Linked DNA regions of Zea mays: region 2 is linked to region 1. Evidence: chromatin contacts called from public Hi-C data. All regions are on one chromosome and are shown on one strand. The core of a region is the stretch at or near the end of the contact, and the rest is flanking DNA. Distances in the headings are between cores, read along the strand shown.

Region 1 (5,067 bases), core at 1,706-4,205:
GCGACCAAGCTGAACTCTTTCGCTAGTTCTGTAACATGTACATCATCGAGACTTGTCTGAATTATGTACATCACCTTTGGAGCATGGTGCATTGATTAACAGGGAGGAGAAAACAGAGGGTGCCCAAACACAAGCATGTCTGCTCTTATTTTATTCATATAAATAATTAACTTACAAAGATCAATAGACAAGTTCCTGCAGGAAATCTCATTACCGACTGGAGTAGTCAACACCGGGCATGCCATCCGTTGAGCAGCTCATCAGTTGTTGGAGATGTTGCGCGCAATCTTGAACCACTCGGTGTGGAAAGAGCCAGGCATGTCGACCCTCTCGTAGGTGTGAGCCCCGAAGTAGTCCCTCTGGGCCTGCACCAGGTTGGCAGGCAGCCTGTCCCTGCGGTAGGAGTCGAAGTAGGCCAGGCTAGCGGACATTCCCGGGGTGCTGACGCCGTTGTTGATGGCGAGGCACACCACCCTGCGCCACGCCGCCTGCCTGTCCATGATCTCCTGCGCGAACTCGGGGTCTACGAGCAGGCTGGCGAGGCCCGGGTTCCTGTCGTAGGCCTTCTTGATGCGGTCCAGGAAGATGGCGCGGATGATGCACCCGCCCTTCCAGATCCTGGCCAGCTCGCCGAGGTTGAGCCCCCAGCCTTTCTCCGCGCTCTTGGCCTTGATGATGTTCATGCCCTGCGCGTAGCTGCAGATCTTGGACGCGTACAGGGCCTGCCTCACGTCCTCCACCAGCTGCGCCTTGTCCACCGGCGAGCCGGTGGAGTAGTAGTCACCCTGGAAGATCTTGGAGGCCTCCACCCGCTCGTCCTTCAGCCCGCTCAGGAACCTCGAGTCCAAGGACGCCTCGATCGTAGGAGCGGCCACCGACAGCTCGGCGGCCTGCTGCACCGTCCACTTCCCTGTCCCTTTCATCCCGGTCTTGTCAAGGACCTTGTCCACCAGGTAGCCATCGCCATGCTCGTCCTTGATGCCAAAGATGTCGGCCGTGATCTCGATCAAGAAGCTCAGGAGCTCGCCCTTGTTCCACTCGGAGAACACCTGGTGCAGCTCACTGTTGGTGAGCTTACCGACCGACTTGAGAACGTCGTATGCCTCGGAAATCAGCTGCATATCGCCATACTCGATTCCGTTGTGAACCATCTTGACAAAGTTGCCCGATCCACCTTTGCCAATGTACGTGACACACGGGCCACTGTCAGGGACCTGAGCAGCCACCTTGAGGACAATGTCTTCGACGTACTTGTAAGCCTCGAACGAGCCTCCGGGCATCAAGGACGGGCCGTTGCGGGCACCCTCCTCTCCTCCAGAGACACCCATGCCAAGATACAGGAGGCCGCGCTCCTCCATGGCCTTCTCCCTCCTCTCCGTGTTCTCGTACCACTCGTTCCCCCCATCGATGATGCAGTCGCCCTGCTCCAAGTGAGCTGCGAGCGTCGCGATGGTCTGGTCAACTGGCGCGCCGGCCTTGACGAGCATGATCACCACCCGTGGCTTCTGAATGGACTTCACAAAGGACGCGGGGTCATGGAAGCCGTAGACGGGAAGGTTTCCTTCTGCCTTGGCACGCTGCACGGTCTCGTCCACCTTGGAGGTTGTCCTGTTGTACACAGAGATGGGGAACCCTTTCTCTGCAATGTTGAGGGCAAGGTTCTGCCCCATGACCGCAAGGCCAGCAAGACCGATTCTTGTGAGCGCCATCTCCTCCTACACTGAGAAAAAAAAATCTATTTCATACATAAGCCGAGCAGGACCCTGGAAACAAAATCTATTTTCATGTACCAAGGTTAAGCGGCCGATGAGGTGAATACATAAGCCGAGGATCAAAGATCATACGCTGCCCTGCGAGTCACAGGGCCGGCTACATATAGGTGTATAGGATGAAACCAACTGAATTTCTTTGAGACGAAGTAACTGAATACACAGCACCGCTAGAGGCGAAAAGAGCAAGAAGGCAAGGTAATGCGTCTCTCTGTCCCCTGGCCGAGTAAACAGTTTTCTAAGCTAAACAGTTTTCTAACTAAACAGTTTTCTAAGCTAAAGCCATTTTGTAGATCGTTTGGCAGAGAAAAGAGGTGTTTGACAGGACTCTAACTTATTTTCAAAGAAAATCCAGAGCGGAAGCCCTCTAAGTTCATCGACTTGCTTCCATGGATCTGGACCGGCAGGCAGCAGAGTAAAATCGGCGATCGGAGCTAGCAGCGCAATCATCTGGATCTCTACACGAATTCAACCCCCAGTCCCCATGCTTCGGGAACAAGAGGACCCAAAGGAGACAAAAAAAGAAAACCTCAACGCGGTGGAACTGAAATCCGGGGAGGACGGAGCTGGAATCGGACAGGGTGCGGAGATCGGGATCCGAAGCCTCACCTATGGAGCTGGCGCGCTGCCGAGTGCCGATTCAGATGCGGAGTTGAATTGGCGATGCCACCACCGTCCGGCCACCTACCTCTCTTTCACTGACCATCGGCCTTCCCTCCCCCACCACTTAAATCGCCAATCGGGCAGGGAAGGTGCCTTTCGCACCTTGCGCAGCAGCCGCTTGGCGGCTTTCGGGGTAGTTGTTGACGAGCGGGGGCAGGCAGCCACCGACGGGTGGGCCCCTTCGTGGTCGCCTGCTCACACCGGTCCCGTCGGCCGCCGCAGCCCGCAGCCCGCAGCCCGCAGCCCGTGAACCATGGCTCGGTTGGTGCTTCTGACGCGGCGGGCCCAACACCCACCCGGTTCCCACTCACGCCAGGGGCCCGGTGGGCCGTGGTGGCAGGGTACGATGGTTGGTGGTGCTCTGACGCAAGCAACTCATCATTCACGCGCGGCCTGCCGTTGCTCGACCGGTCCCACCTCCACCGCCAGCGGCCAGTGCAGTCGTGGTCTTCCTCCTCCTGCGTGTCCTCGTCCTTCTTCATCCGTTTTCCCACTCTGCGTCCGTCCGTCCACGTCCATCCATCCCCATTCCATTCCCCGGTCAAACAAACTGCCCAGAGGAAAGTTGTAGCGCCTTTCCTTTCCTGCAAGTCCAGCGTCGGTTTGATAAGATAATGCGGGCGGGGCGGAGAACGGCAGTTCCCACGCTGCCCAGTGCAAAGATGTGTTGTTCGTTGCTGACTGACTGACCCGAGCCGCCGAGCGGGAGTCGTTGGGGGGCCCCGCCCGGGCCTGCACCAGCACCGCCGGTTGCGGTTGCTGGTTGGCTGGCCACGACCGCCGCTAGTGCCAGTGGAGGGGTTGCATTTCTTCTCTCTGACCCAGCCTGCCTCTCGTTGGACCGGTCGTCGTCGAGGCCACTCCGTTCACTCCACTCCACCCAGGGGTGGGTCGGGAATTGAATTCCCCGCCGTCTCTACGCCTGCTGCCGCGGGTGGAAAATATCTATCTGCACCGGGACGGACTAGTCGCCCGCGCGCAAGGTGCTCGACGGATTGCTGCTACACCGGGCAGGCATGGCGGCGGGCCGGGGCGACTGGGAGGACATGGTGCGCCGGATGTTCCCGCCGGGGACCACCATCCCGGAGCCGCTGCCCGACATGGACTACTCCTTCGCGCTGACGTACAACGGGCCGGACGTGTCGTACGAGCTCCCGCGGATCCAGCCCGTCTGCGTCCCCGCCATACCCACCGCCGAGCCGGCCTCGGGGCCCCTGGGGCTCGGCAGCGGCGTCGTGCCCGTCGCGCCCGTCGTCGGCCCTGCTGCGGCCCGTGCCCGTGCCAACCCGCCGGCAGCGTCCCGGGCTGGTGCTGCTGATCGCCGTGCCGCGAGGATGACGCCGTCGGATTCCTCCGATGACGAGGAGGACGACGCCGGCAGCTCCGGCTCCCGCTCCACGAAGGCCTCGAGGCCTGCAGTGCCGGAGGGGAGGCGACCTCAGGTGGTCACGTTCGGGGTGCCGGAGGAGGACAGCGGCGGCAGGTACGAGAGCAGCGAGATGGACGGCGGACACGACGCGGCGTCCGCCGAGCAGCACGTCGCGGTGACGAGGCCGGCCGAGAGGAAAGGGCGGACCTGCTGCCGCCGCTGCGGGAAGAGCAAGTGGGAGAGCAAGGAGTCGTGCATCGTCTGCGACGCGCGCTACTGCGGCCACTGCCTGCTCCGCGCCATGGGCTCCATGCCCGAGGGCCGCAAGTGTGTCACCTGCATTGGCCAGCCCATCGACGAGGCCAAGCGCTCCAGGCTCGGGAAGGGCTCTAGGATACTGTCTCGCCTGCTCGGCCCCCTGGAGGTCAGGCAGATCCTCAAGGTCGAGAAGGAGTGCCAGGCGAACCAGCTCCGGCCTGAGCAGCTCCTGGTCAATGGTTTCCCTCTTGACGACGAGGAGATGACCGATTTGCTTAGCTGCCAACGACCTCCTGGGAACCTCAAGCCTGGAAGATATTGGTATGATAAGGAGTCAGGATTGTGGGGAAAGGTAATTCTTGTCGGTTTGAGAAAACCGGTTTCATGCAACCTCAGCTTCTCCAGCTGCTGATAACGTTATGTTTCTGCTGACATATACTCGTAGGAAGGTGAAAAGCCAGACAGCATCATTAGCACTAACCTCAACTTTAACGGAAAGCTTCAGCCTGATGCTAGTAACGGCACCGCTCAGGTTTTCATTAACGGGCGGGAAATTACAAAGATTGAACTGAGAATTCTAAAGGTGTCAATTGTTCCTTACCATTGGTTTTCCAAGAATATGATGATTGAGAGTTGCTACTGAATGTACATTGTAGTTCTGTTTCACTCCTCTAACCAAACCGATCACATATTTACTGTCTTTCATGCAGATTGCAAAAGTCCAATGCCCCCGTGATACTCACTTCTGGGTTTACCATGATGGTGGCTACGAGGAAGAAGGACAAAACAATATCAAAGGGAAAATATGGGAGTCAGTATGTATCTTGGTCAAACATTCCTTTTTGGTTTTCTAAACATTGTTAATTAACATGTATTGTCGTTTCGTTGCTTTTAGCATGACTTGTTGTGCTCTTCTTTTAACAGCCTTTGACACGTTTTGCGTGCGCCTTGGTTTCACTACCGGTGCCTCCTACAAACTTTGATGCGACAAAAGATGAAGCCCCTTAT
Region 2 (5,067 bases), core at 1,097-3,596, 550 kb after region 1:
ATCACTTAAAGATGCATATTAACTTCTCAATGATAAAGATTGGCGTTCTTCATATAGACAATACATGTAATCATAAATAAAACGAAAAACACCAGAACAAAGAGCAAGAAACTCACATCATCCCTAATCTTTTGAGAGCTTCTTTCATTATCAATATCCTTGTACACAGCAGCAACTAGCACATGAGACCCATCTTCATTTGCACATTCCTGTTCCAAATTAGATGCACCTTGCTTGCCGTTTGTTGAGTTTCCAAAAACCTTCTTTGTGTTTTGAGAGCTAGCTTTTTGGAGCTTGTCTTTAGAGTTTGTTGAATGGTCCTGTTCTTCTGAAGCTGAGGATGGACCATTGGAAGAATTGCCTGAGTGGCCTGCTGTTGCTAAGTCATCACCAGTTCTCCCATCAACATGTTCCTCAATGTGTGCACTAGGCTGATTCTTGTCAACCTGTCCATCTGTATCATCGCTGTCACTGTCAACAGCACCATCACTTTCAATCGCCTTATCCACCCTTTTATCACGCAATCTTTTAGCAGATGGAGGTGCTCTTCTCCCCCTTTTCTTTCTTACGCCCACATTAGATGTGTCTTTAACTTCAGAGATCCATGAAAGAACATTATTGCGACGACCTGAGCTACGCGGTGCCCTGTCTGTATTCCGTACTAAACAAGTGAAAACATATATATAAGCATTAACGGCATCACGTATTATGGTTGTGAAGTGATATAAAAACCTAAGATGCAAATAAGATGAAAAGGGAAGATAACATACATCGCATGTCCTTTTATTCAGGTTTATGAAGAAACTCTTGGCTCTGATTGTCCTTCCTTTCCAATGAGGAAAACTGCCTTTAAATTTCAACACATTAAACAACAGGTAAATAAGAAATACTTGGTTCAAAGTTTCTGACAAGTAATAACATGGAAATAACAGAAATAGGAAAAGAAAAACCTGGCAGTCCATACACAAGCATGTAAACATATACACAGAATATTAAGTGCAATATATTAGTACATCCTCAGTCCCAAAGAGAATGGCACCCTAATTTTGTCCAAAATCAAACTACTTCAGGTTGGACAATTTATATAAAAGTTATTCATATTGCTGAACAAGTGTCGTTGGATTCATCATAAAATATATTCTCATGATGTATATATTTGGTATCATAAATGTTGATAATCTTCTCTATAAGTTTGCTAAAACTTAAAAATAGTTTGACTTAAGACAAAGGTAGAGTGATGTTCATTTTGGGATGGTGGTAGTAACTATACTATAGAACAAATCAAGGGTAAATTCAGACACCAGTATGACGCAACACAGATTCAACAATGATATGTAATTTAGATCTACACAATACCTGCATCAAGTTTTGGTATACACACATGATTAATATATCAGATTTTTACTATTCATTTTAATCATACTATCCAACTAAAAATAGTTGAAGATATTCTACATTTTAGATCAATAGCAAACATTACTTCCAGAAAAAGGTACAGAGAACTATGTGACACTAGTACACTACAACAGTGGTTTCATTATGTACTCACCAACTGCAGTTATGGTGGAAAATCAAACTTACTTTTATACCATGCATTCGGCACTGACTTTCCCCTCCTTTTTTCGTAACAAAAAACAGAAGTATGACCGAATTCCTGAATACTTATTGCCCTGACTTCTATGATCAACCCCCCATTCAAGCCAGGCCATCTCTCAGGCTTACAGTTTGAACTTATTAAAATCATACAGTATATCCTTTAAGTTTTAATGATCAATATAACAAAAAATGTTATTCAGAAGACAAAAAACAAATCATTTAAATTCAGTGCTATTAAAATCAATACATACACAGCTGGATTAGTTCCATGTGAATGTCATGAAATGCAATCTCATAGTTGTTATCAGGGTTCCAAAAATTATATCTCTCAGTCGTTACCAGGCTGCTGGCTCTCGCTGCCCGCCGGCCACCGGGGCCCGGGCGCCGTCGACGGTCCACCGGAAGCAGGAGGCGCGCACGCAGAGTCGCCGGTTGGTGTGCGGAGGACCGGAAGCGACTGGCGAGGGCGGGAGGGGGAGCCGCTGACGCCGCCGCCGAGTCCGAGACTGCCCCGACGTCGCCTGCGTGCCGATCGCGAGTCGGGGAGGGAGCGGAAGATGGAGCGCCGGCGCTGCGAGGAAGATGAAGAAACGGCGGCGGCTGTCGGGGTTAGGGTAAAGAAACGTGTGGGTGCGGTGGAATGTGGGAGGAATGCAGCGGATGGAAGGGGAGAATCAGCGGAAGGGGATGCGCGGGCCTTGTGGTGGGCCGGTTTTTTCATCACGAATTTATTTGCAAAGTTTTTATCGTCGTAGCGGTATTTGGTTTTATGGCCTAATTTTAATCTATTTATCTCTTCTATTTCTATTTCTATACTCTATACTGTTGGGACTTGTTCTCAAATACTAAAAGTTAAGAACAAGCCAACATAGAAAATGTTAAACGTTAAAGTCATTCGTCATTCGAAGCATTATTTCACTTGGGATATAATGATTTCCGGACAAAAGTTATGGATGACATACCTTCATAAACATTACATATCATAATGAAGAAGGAATTACATGGAATATAAAAGATAACATAAACAGTTATGTATTATTATCAACCCATTTCTATTTTATTGCTATGGAAAAATAGAAATGATATCGGATTACAAATACATATTTGACTTGAAAGAAGGTAAAAGTACAAGTGTGACGCAAAAGCAAATGCTCAGTCAGCGTGAACAGTACGGGAGTATTGTTCACCTATTTATAGGTACGGGTCGCAGCCCATATAAAATTACATCCAAGCCCTTTGCTTTTGATAATAACTCTAAAGTAATCTATCGGGGTCTAAATAGTCTTTTCCTCTTTTCTGCCATCATACCGAAGCTTCCTTGCGCACAGCTTCGGCTCTATTCCATCCTTCGTTCTCTTTGTGTTTTTTCATACAGCAATTTTGACTTGTCCGAAGGGTCCATGTCCGAAGGTACCTGCTCATGTATTATACTACAGAGATATTGTCAAATCACGTTTTTGAGGACCTTCGGAAGCCGAAGGCCCCCAACAAGTAGCCCCTCGCAATATTAATTTGTTAGGATAATAAATTCAGATTGCGATATGGACAAATACCCTAAGCCGAAGGTCCGAAAAAACACCTTCCTCTTGCTAGGATAGCAACAGTCAATGGCAGGCGGGGCCCTCCTATTCTCAATGCACCAGACGTATAAATAAGAGCACACCGCAATGTCATTTGGTACGTTTTCTTTGCCATCTGCTCTTGCTTACTCAGTTTTTAACTCTTGCGCAACAAGACTTGCTTAATTTGTAAGTTTTTTAAGCTTCGGCTTCAAAAGCGGTTTTTAGCATTTCCGAAGATGTCTGAAGATAAGAAAGCTGTTGCTAAAACAAAGCTGAGCCTTCTTGAGGAGAAGAATCTTGGCTTTCTTGAATCAATATCAAAGACAAATACAGAAAATATTACAAGGGAAATTTTGGAAGGTTTATCTGAAGATATTGGTGATAGTGATAGTTTTGATGCGGAAAGTGGGGGGAGACTCGGAAGATCGACCCTGGCGGCCAAGCCATGCAGTTTTTGGAAAATCAACCATTAAACAAAGTCATCTTGTCAATATGAGGGGTAAATATTTTTGGGATTTGTCTATTGTGAGGGCTGACGAAGGAGAGAAAACTTGTCCTACTCCCAAGGAAAATGAAGTCGTGATCTTCTGAAGCTTCTTCAAGGCTGGGCTTCGGTTTCCTCTAAGCAGTTTCGTGGTTGAAGTTTTGAAGATATTTGAAATCTGCCTACATCAAATTACTCTCGAAGCAATCATAAGGATGGGAATCTTCGTATGGGCCGTGAAGAGCCAAGGTTTGGAGCCAAATGCAAAAAGTTTCTGCAATATGCATGAGCTATTATATGAGACGAAACCCTGGGGTAAAGAGCAATATCATAACAATTTTGGCTGCTATAGCTTCGGTGCTCGATCTGGGTCAAGCTGTCCCGTGCCAACCTTTCGAAAGAGATGGCCCGGAGACTGGATGAAGAAATGGTTTTATGTGAAAAACGATTTGAAGGCACGAGAAGATATTAAAGATATCATCATGTGCCCTATCTGGCAGCGTTTCGGACTCCGGAAACCGAAGGTGGAAATGGATGAAGCAGCCGAAGAATGCCAGAGGGCCTTCCGCGTAGTCTGCTCTTTCATCGGGACAAGAGATTTAGTTCAAGAGCACGTGGCCTACAAGATATGGCCATTGGTAGCTAACTGGGAAATACCGAAGGAAACCATCAGCAACCCACACGAAGGTGGTCTGGTTAGACTAAAATATACCTTCAAGTTCGTAGACCAATTTATCGAGCCAGACGACGATTGGTTGAAATGTGTTGAAACTACAAGTGATGAAGTGCTCGGACCGTACTCAAAGGCAGAAGATATTGCGCTATCAGCGGCCTTCGGAGGCCGGAAAAAGAAGAGGCTGAACAGAGTTTTCGATGCTATCGGATTTGTCTATCCTGACTACTGTTACCCAATACGGGGTCAAAAAAGAAAAGGTACAGCTTCTGTGAAGGAAGTTGCTTCGGCCGCTCCTAGTGAGCCAACGCCGAAGAGAAAAAAGATGAAGGTTCTTACACACCGGCCACGCTATATTGAGCCGGCCACAGTGCCCGAGTTTGTCGGCGAGGCTTCTTCGGCTACTGAAGCCAAAAAAACCTATACCTGCGCAGAAAGCTGAAGAGCTGTCTGCAACACCGAAGGCTGAAAAAACTGAAGAGTCGAAAGCTGAAGGGACAAAAATATCAGAAATTTTAAGTCCTTCGGCAGAAGTTGGAGTGCCACAAGCTCAGAAGGGTCCGGCTGTGACCCCCAAAAGGAAAAGGATGGTTAATGTTTTGGATGTACTGGAGACAATAAAATCTTCAAACTCTACGCCGAAAAAAGTTGTCGAAGCTCAAAAAGCACAAATTGAAACAACAGCCTCTAGAGGCGAAACTACAAAGCATCAGGCTAAAATCAAAACTGGACCTTCAGAGTTTGCCAAAGAA

The links. A called contact is a pair of places that touch in the nucleus more often than the background predicts.
Region 2: a contact with region 1 is called in a Hi-C map of ear, with 3 times the contacts expected there. The contact joins the promoter of LOC103629382 here to the promoter of LOC100272751 in region 1. A contact is called at or near these places in 3 of 25 Hi-C or Micro-C datasets (ear, leaf and tassel).

The regions. Positions count from the first base shown.
Region 1 is chr6:67,035,394-67,040,460 of Zm-B73-REFERENCE-NAM-5.0, forward strand. It overlaps LOC100272751, which reads left to right and starts at 2,956. Exons shown (of 9, transcript NM_001360110.1): 1 at 2,956-4,411; 2 at 4,505-4,642; 3 at 4,770-4,874; 4 at 4,984-5,067. The coding sequence starts at 3,449. It overlaps LOC541700 (6-phosphogluconate dehydrogenase 2), which reads right to left and starts at 2,529. Exons shown (of 2, transcript NM_001279373.2): 1 at 2,379-2,529; 2 at 25-1,720. The coding sequence starts at 1,709. The coding sequence ends at 261.
Region 2 is chr6:67,584,050-67,589,116 of Zm-B73-REFERENCE-NAM-5.0, forward strand. LOC103629382 (RING/FYVE/PHD zinc finger superfamily protein) reads right to left here and starts at 2,347. Exons shown (of 13, transcript XM_008650520.4): 1 at 1,936-2,347; 2 at 771-847; 3 at 117-661. The coding sequence starts at 777.